Regions from separate parts of the Sus scrofa genome. Here region 2 is linked to region 1. The links are chromatin contacts, called in public HiChIP or PLAC-seq maps. All regions are on one chromosome and are shown on one strand. The core of a region is the stretch at or near the end of the contact, and the rest is flanking DNA. Distances in the headings are between cores, read along the strand shown.

Region 1 (4,408 bases), core at 363-2,862:
GCAGCCCGGGTGCTCGCTGGAGACCGCGGAAGCTGTAAGGGGGACGATCCGGTGATTCTGCTCACCCTTTGGCCTCCTCTTCCCTTGTTCCTTTATTGTTCTCCTCACCTCCCTGCAGGTTCCTGTGACTTCATGGCCTGAAGAAAGAGGAATTGGAGGGGTCGGCAGGTAGCTGAACACCAGTGGACAGATAATTTAAGGAAAGATCTGTATTTAAGCTTTTAAAGCTCTTTCAGTTTTGATTAATTGCAGAAGGCGGGAGGTGGGGAGGAGCAAATGTATCATCGGCCTGGCTCACCCGTTGTTTTTAATGGCTCTGTACTGGGACTTGTGTTGTCAGCTTGGACCCAGACCTGCCTTTCCAGGTTCACTTCTTTATATTCCGCTAGATGTTAGCCACATCTGACAACTTACTTTTTTTTTTTTTTTTTTTTTTTTTTTTTTTTTTTGATATATTGTGTGCTCTCTCTGGCTTCTCTGCCTTATCTTTATGCTTCTCTCACTGTTCTTAATGCCCATTTTCTGTGCTTCAGCTCTTCGGTCTCCGTGTATAAAAATCATCTTACCCTTGAAAGCTCTACTCACATATCATACAAAAAATACAAGAGAGCTCTTTTCTGCTTCTTTAGGCCTTTAGTACTTAGCGACTCTCCCCGTAGTTGTACTTGTTGTAGCTTCCTTCCTGGAATATAAGCTTCTGGAAGGTGTGAATCATGTCCTGTACATATTTGTGTTTCCCGCAGAGCCTGGGACCATTCTTATTAGAACTGGCCCTTCAGGGGCTGGCAGGTGATGGCATCCCATTGACTGTTTGGGGCAGAGGGTCTGGGCGGATCCCTGAAGCAAGAGGCTGTCCAGGACAGTTGATCAGTTGATTTCAGGGCAGTCTAGGGTGAATGGCAGACACTCGTCCCTGCAAGGGCCACAGGGTGTTAGATGCAGGCCTCCACATGTGAGTTCTGTTCTTTTTTTTTTTTCTTTTTAGGGCCGCACCTGTGGCATGTGGAGGTTCCCAGGCCAAGGGGCGAATAGGAGCTGTAGCTGCCAGCCTTTGCCACAGCCACAGCCACACAGATCCGAGCTGCATCTTCGACCTACACCACAGCTCATGGCAACACCGGATCCTTAACCCAGTGAACGAGGCCAGGGATTGATTCTGCGTCCTCACGGATGCTAGTCAGACTTGTTTCTACTGAATCATGTCAGGAACTCTGAGTTCTTTATTTCAGAAGGATGCGAGCGAGGATTTCCTCTCCGAAATGGGTGAAGGTCTGATCCGTAGGGGGTCACTGTCAGGTGAGAGTCTGGGCTTGGTGTTCGAACTCTGAATTCTAAGTTCCGAAAGATCTCAGAGTGGGGTGAGATGGCGACCAGGAGTGGGAAAAACACGGTGGTGGTGGGAAAGGGTGCAGACTGAGGCAGGGATGAGCTGGCTGCTTAGGTGTAGGTCAGAGGCTTGGGCAGCAAGGAACCAATAATTAGGACATGAGGTTAAAGCAGGACCAGGAGTCAGAATAAACTGATTTGAATCTGATGTAGCAAGATGTCCACTGAGTATCCTTATGTTTCCCTGCCTTAGCCCATTCCAGGTTCAAGGTCAGTGGTCTGGCTTTTCTGTAAAGAGGAAGGAACCTCTCTCTCTCTCTCCTTCTCTCTCTCTCTCTCTCGCCATATAATGTGTTTACTGTACATTTGCCACATTTTGATGTCCTAATAATCCCCTCATGGAGAAAATGTTGAACTAAGTTAATGAAGAAATAACTAGCAAAATACTTGAAACTGTTCCCTTCTTGGGAAGAATTACTAATTTGAATTGATGGAGGATTATTTGATTTTGTGGCCATCAAATGCTGATATAAAGTTGTTTCACTTCAAAATGCTTTTTTTAAAGCATTTTTTTCATTGTTTTCTTTGCTAGAAGTTTAAAAGAACAACCCCAATGTCAATAATTATTTAAAAAAAACATTTAAAGTACTTATAAAAGGTTAAGCCACATGGGCCAAAGATACACTGTCTGTTCATGAAGTCAGGGAAAAAGCACATCGGAAATTAACCTGGGAAGGTACCCAGAGATGGTGTCTTCCAGGGCCTTAAATACTATGCTCAGAGGATTGGTCCTTTGCTCTCCTGTGATACGACTGTAAAGCGGTACTTTGCAACTTTATGCTTTCACATTCTGTTTTTAATAGCAATAAAAGCTCTAGTGCTTTGATACCTGTGTATTAGGTTCTTAATTAATGACAGGTCAGGAACTAGCATCACAATAAAACCAAGGTTATTATAAAGGGGAACGCAGGTATATTTATTCAGTAATGTATTAAGATGCATTTGGTTTATGAGATGTATGAAGAAATTTAGTTTATATTTGCAAATCTAGACTTCAGGGATAGTATACCTTAAAATTACCAAGAAAAAGGACTATTTCTTTTTTTTTTTTTTTTAAAGCCCCCCCCCCCAGTATCTTCTAACTCTTCTCCCCTTTTAAAATTTAGGATTGAGTTAAATTTTTTTGTCTGGATACCTATGGATACGTTTCTTAAAGAAACACCCCCAACACCTTCTCCGTGTTTCTAGGTAGGTTTTCCCTTGTTTGAAATCCTTCAGTTCTCATCTAGGATAAATAACTCAGGCCCCTAGTCTCCTAACAGTGTGCTTTGGGTGTTGGTTTGTGCTCCTGTCTTCCTGCCCTGCTTCGGTGGGGACATCCCCTTTCCCTGAGCTTGCCTGGTCCCACCATTCTTTCAGGCTCACCTCCCATCTTCTTTGCAAGGCCTGGCCTGGGCATCCTTCGCCAGCCTGCCTGGGCATCCTTCGCCAGCTGCCGTGTGTCGGTCAGAAGGACACTTGCTTCCTGACACCGTAAAGTCCCTTTTCTCATGTCTCCCCAGGAATCACTGAGGGATCAGAATTGCCTCAGTCCGTTCTGTATCCCCAGCAGCTGCAGTAAACACATTAGCTTGGCTCAAAAAGTGGCTGAATGAGTTGGAGAGAATAAGAAAGTAAGAGAGCTGGGCATCTCGGATGGCCCCCGCTTTGGCGGGAGTCCGAGTAGGTGATAGCGGCCTTTACCTCTAGTTCTAGAATCTTTCCTCCCTTTCCCTGACCCCCCTTCCCCCCCACCTTTGAGCAGCTGTGGCTCCTTATTGAAAGGAGATGAAATAAAGAAATGGAGACTTAACTTACCTGCAGATCTTAGGACATTTTATCCGTGTCAGTCTGTAGCATGCACTTGCTAAGCATTAAGAGGCATCATCGCTCTGTTTATGGGGACAATTTCTGATTCTTTGGCAGTTTAGACGTCCTCTCTTGTCTTTCATCAGCAGGAAGAGTGTGATCATGGGAGTTAGGAGGAACACAGTTTGTCTCATTTGGTTTTAAATGTCTTCTTGTATTTCTGCACAAAATGTACTTATGGCTGGTCTTACATGTCATTGCGGTGCTAAGATTGTCCTGTAGGTCCTTCCGTGCACAGCGCCTAGAGGTCAAATGAATATTAAAATGGTAAAAATACCTACTGTTGGTTAGAGAAGGGAGAGGCGAAATACTCCAAGATTCAGGAAATACAAGTTTTGCCTTAGTTTGGTTTTGTTTTGTTTTTCCCCACACCTGCAGCATGTAGAAGTTCCCAGGCCAGGGATCAAACCTGAACCCGAGCCACAGCAGGGCCAATGCCTGAGTCTTAACCCACCAAGCCACCGGGGAACTCCGTGCCTTAGTTTCAGATAAAGTTATCGTAGTGCCTAATGCTAAAGAACAAAGAAGAGATATTAACCAGATCAGTTGAGGGTTCACCATCTACTGTTAAGCAGAATAGCTTCCTCTGTTCTCATTAAATCTACACCCATCCAAACCAAGCAGGTTAAGAACAAATGATGGCTTCTTTGTGTGGCCGAGGCGGGGGCTGCCTCTGTCTTGTCACAAGTGCAAGGCATTTGTGGAAGGTACAGTGACACTGCCTATCAGGCCGCTGATTATATGTGGCTGGGACACTGCAGAGAAGTCTGGCCTCGGCTGCAGCTCTGGAGTCTACACTGTGGAAGGGGGCGAGGAGCCTGACTAGGGTGGGGAGGTGTGTCAGGCCTCATTCGCTGTGGCTCACTTAAAAGGGCAGTGTCACCAAAAGGTAAGAAAATACTCAGTGCATCCTGGGAGAAATTAAAAGTTCATTTGTGTGTTGCTGCCTGACTTTAGCTGTAAGTATAGCATACAAGGTCTTTGGGTCTTGTGAAGACCCAAATAATGCTGTTTCCATCCTTAATAAGTCTGTGATTTTAAAGCCTCATATTCTCTGCCATCTTTCTAAGATTCTATCATTTCTTTAGTCAGAGGAATGGATTTTGGTAAAGTCAGAAGGTTTCTGAAAACAAAACTGAAGTGTTATCAATTATGTAATTCCATTTTGAGTCTT
Region 2 (4,043 bases), core at 1,522-4,021, 550 kb after region 1:
GTGAGGGGTTCCAGGGCAGCGTTCTGGGTGCTGGCCAGGAATCTGGGTCCCAGACCACGTGGCCTTGGGGTTTACACATCGTCGGGAAGGGAAGCCTGGGACACAGAACCCATGGGGCCTGCCCTTTCCACTGCTTACCCAGAGACAGAAATTGCAGATAATAGGTCATTGTGAAATGACATGGGATTTTTTTTTTTTTTTGGATAACTTTATGGTTACTCATAAGCCTTGCTTTTGATAAAATTTTTTCAAATCCCTCCCAGGGCTGGAGGGAGTACAGAGGAATATATTTTTATTTATATATATTTATAGCTATATATAATTATGTGATATATATTAATATTATGTATTAATATTTATGTGTAGAAACAGCATGGAACAAGCACATCCAAGCTGAGGGCACTAGGTCTACCATGTTCTCGGTGGTTCACTCAGATTCTTTCTTTTCTTGCCCAGCATGAGTCGCATTGACCATAGAAGAGTTATGCAAAAACTCAGACTCTTACCCACCTCATGATTGAAAAATAAAGTGAGATTTTGTGTGCCAATTAAAAATAGATGGCTCAGCCCTGAGAGCCTCTGAAAATAGTTTCGACTACCACTGGATTCCTGACTCTCCTTTGAAAAAGTTTACCATTGATGGCCGCCAATTGGAAAAGGCAGAGGGAAGACTGGGTTTTAAAGGCCATGGACATTTATTGTGTGTCTGTCGTCTGTTTTGTGAAGCCCTCTGGAAGCATTACTCTGTATAATCCTCCCATCTGATTGTACACATACTAGGTGTGACGGTTCTGTCTCTACAAATAAGGAGAACAAAGCTCACGGATATTATTTAACCTGCACGAGGTCCTAACTGGCTGAGCTAGGACTCAAAGTGTGAATACAATGCAAAGCCTCACTCGTTCTGGGTAGAGTTTTGCATTTTGTTCTTCATTGCATGGCATAAATATAGATATATATGAAAATTCGAAAGCGCATGAAAATGACAAGAGGAACTGCCATGCCATCTTATGAAATGAGACATTACACATACCAGAGCTTACAATGAGTTTCAAAATTAGATTGCTTCAAGTTGTGTTACTGTAGAACCACACGTATGACCTATATTAAGACTAAAACCAAAATTATTCTTATTTACCTTCCATAAACGAGCCATTGTGCAAAATGCGGGGATGATGATTTCACCGATGCCTTTAAGAAACATAGAGTTAACAAGTCAAATGCCCAAGGATGAAAATCATGATGATGATGACAAAAACAGTGATAACTATCTTTGTTGAGTTTCTAAGCAAGGAGGGGCTCAGGGCTTAAATAAGGGCTAACTGTGCTTATTAAGGATTTTACAAACACTGTCTTATCTAATAGCCATACAGCCCTATGAGAAACTATTATAGAGTAACTGGCGAAGAACTGATGTTCAGTGAGGGTAGGTCACTTTGCCAAGGTCACACAGCTAAAGAGTGGCAATGGAGAGATTCAGACCCTCCTGTGCTTGTTTCAAAGATCTATGATCTTAACAGAAACATTCCATGTAAAGAGAGGATTAATTCAATAAGTCATTTTGTGATATGCATTCCCATGAGTACTACACATAATTATTTTTCTAAATGTTAGCAATGGCCCCCGGGGGTGACCAGGAAAATTGTCATGAGGTTGGAGACTGGATCAAGCCTTGAGGATGGCTATAATGCAGGGTCATGAAAAGAAGGAAAGATATTCCAGGCTAGGGTAAAATTAAACCAAAAGGGAGGGAGGGGGCATGTTGGAACCCTCTTGGGTTACCATAAATTGCATTTGAACTGAATGCATTTGAAGTGATTTCATTTAAGTGTATCGATAGTTATTGATAAGGCAATTTGGAGGTGGACAGGGAAGGGCTTTCGGTAATACTAGCAAAGATGCTGGAATCTTCTACTAAAGCATTTTCACAAGAACGAAGCATATCAGTATAATTTAAAAGTGGACTCATGTGGCAGTGTCTAGCGTGTATGAGGAAGCGGGGTGGAGGGGAAGGGGATGTCATAGCTTAGAACTGAGGACAAAGGTTGGTGAAATAGGATGTGATAAGCAGTGGGATTAGGGTAAAGGCCAGGGAACGAGAAAGAAGCTCAGACCCCAGATAGTAGATATTCAGACTATGTATCAAAGTTGGAGCATAATGTGAAATGGATACTCTGAATCCTGCATCCCAGGAGGTGGCCTTATATAGTTAGTAAAAAAAATGCAGGGGCTTTGGTGTCTGATAAGCTTGGAATTGAGTTTTCCTACTGTTACTTACTCTCTAAAAGAGCAGTTTACCCAAACTGTTGGTATCTTCATTTCCCCATTTATAAAGCAAGAGTCATAACACTCACTTACCACGTAGAGATAGTCCAAGAAGAATAGGTATTCAAAAAAAAAATTTTTTTTTTTTTTACCCAAGATAGAGGAAACATTTTCTGATATAAAAAGGCACACACTGACCCAACAGGAACCTTTCTGAAAAAGTCAGATGAAAATGATCTCATGAGCTTTTCCAGGTGTGACCATTTATGGATGTTCACATCTTAGTTCAATATTTTCTCTGCCACGAAATCATTCCTTTTAGCTAAGACCTTAGAGAGTTGGTAGAAATATTCAGCATGGAAAACAGTTACCAACCCAAGGCTCGAGGGTGCTAGGCAATGCTGCAAAGGCAGCAAGAGGCTGCTATACATTTCTGGGTTCTCAGGCATGACCTTTCATCAGACTTCAAGTGTGACATTGAGGAAGTCACTTGACTTACTTAGCTCAGTACGTTGGCTTGCAGAGGGTGTGATGTGGTGTGTCGTGGAGGGAGAGTAACATTTATAGGTGATGATAACAGGCTCCATTCTTTGTGAAATATCCTCACCTCCACTCTGTTTGGTCATTTCATAATCTTGAGGTTAAAGGAGTGTGATTTCTATTTACACCTAAGCAGGTTTGTCTTACTTTTTCTCTTGAGAACCTGTTTTCTCCCAGTTGCATTCTGGAATGAATTCATCAGATTTCACCCTGGACCCAGAGGGGGTGACTCCTGAATGTTGCTGAAGATCAGATGGGAAGTAACTGTTATTCTCATTAAACTCATTTGCCAACGCTTTTCAAAAGGAAATGCTTCCAAGTGAAACACATCTTTCTCCTCCCGCGCAACCTTATCTTTGAAACACCTTTTCACTGAAACAAAAACAAATCAACCTAAAAGTCAGTTTTGCTGCAGGAGCTCATTGTCTTATCAGCCGGCTTCGCCATAAACTAGAGAAGTTGTGGTTTAACCCCGAGATGGGGCCGATGATGCTGCTGCCATGGCAACCCGCTGCACCATTTGCAAAGGCTTGTGAGCTTAACCGCACCAGCTACACCTCTTCCTTTCCTACAAAGACTCAGAATCAAAAAAAAAAAAAAAAAAACAAAAAAAAAAAAACAGAAGTACTCCGACTCCGACTCCGAGGAGGAGAAACCACAAGAGCAGAAAAGCCACCAGTGCTGCTCTTTGCTGTGCAAACAGGCCTCTGGTGAGAAGAGCGTGTTGAAAGCCTCTTCTATCTGAAAGGAGAGCTTTTCCCATTGGGCCCGGTTCCTTTAATGATTTTGAAAGTCAATCAAGTGTTTCCGTTCGGAGTTTTCAGCAAAGGGGAAATGAGAAGTTAGCAGTGCATTTACCAGCCTTTGTTTGACGCCCCTTCCCTTCTGGGCAGGCTCAGCGGATCCTCGGATGCTCTTTGGGAGATGACGACCCATTGGTTAGGTGGACTCTCTCCAACCTAGCGTCGATGGTCTGTTTATTTCTTATTATCTAGTATTTAGTTCACCAAAACAAAAACAAAAAAATTAGGTTTCACTCCTGGTTCATTTAAAGATAAGTCTCTGGATGGCGCCCTCAGTCATTGTCCTTGACCGCAGAACTGGATGCAGGCGCGCCCCTCCGCCTGATTTCAGCTTCTCCCCACCAGCCCTCCAGCCCCTTCTCTCCCTCTCCCCGCTTCTTTTAGGAAATACAGATTTGATCAGCACAAGTGTTGTACTAGTTCCAGTTTTACAGC

The links. HiChIP or PLAC-seq counts read pairs in DNA pulled down with a chosen protein or histone mark.
Region 2: a contact with region 1 is called in an H3K27ac HiChIP or PLAC-seq map of alveolar macrophages. The contact joins two enhancer-like sites.

What each region holds. Positions count from the first base shown.
Region 1 is chr10:20,977,454-20,981,861 of Sscrofa11.1, forward strand. The region is part of intron 1 of NEK7 (serine/threonine-protein kinase Nek7); the gene reads left to right. Among named protein-coding and RNA genes, the nearest start is that of NEK7, 13 kb to the left of the region's middle. Within about 2 kb of position 1,613, at least 2 of the 83 cell types and tissues checked have an H3K27ac peak or open chromatin away from gene starts, as enhancers often do. A contact at or near this core is called in alveolar macrophages, where this site is marked.
Region 2 is chr10:21,523,505-21,527,547 of Sscrofa11.1, forward strand. The region is part of intron 2 of PTPRC (receptor-type tyrosine-protein phosphatase C); the gene reads left to right. Among named protein-coding and RNA genes, the nearest start is that of PTPRC, 43 kb to the left of the region's middle. Within about 2 kb of position 2,772, at least 15 of the 83 cell types and tissues checked have an H3K27ac peak or open chromatin away from gene starts, as enhancers often do. A contact at or near this core is called in alveolar macrophages, where this site is marked.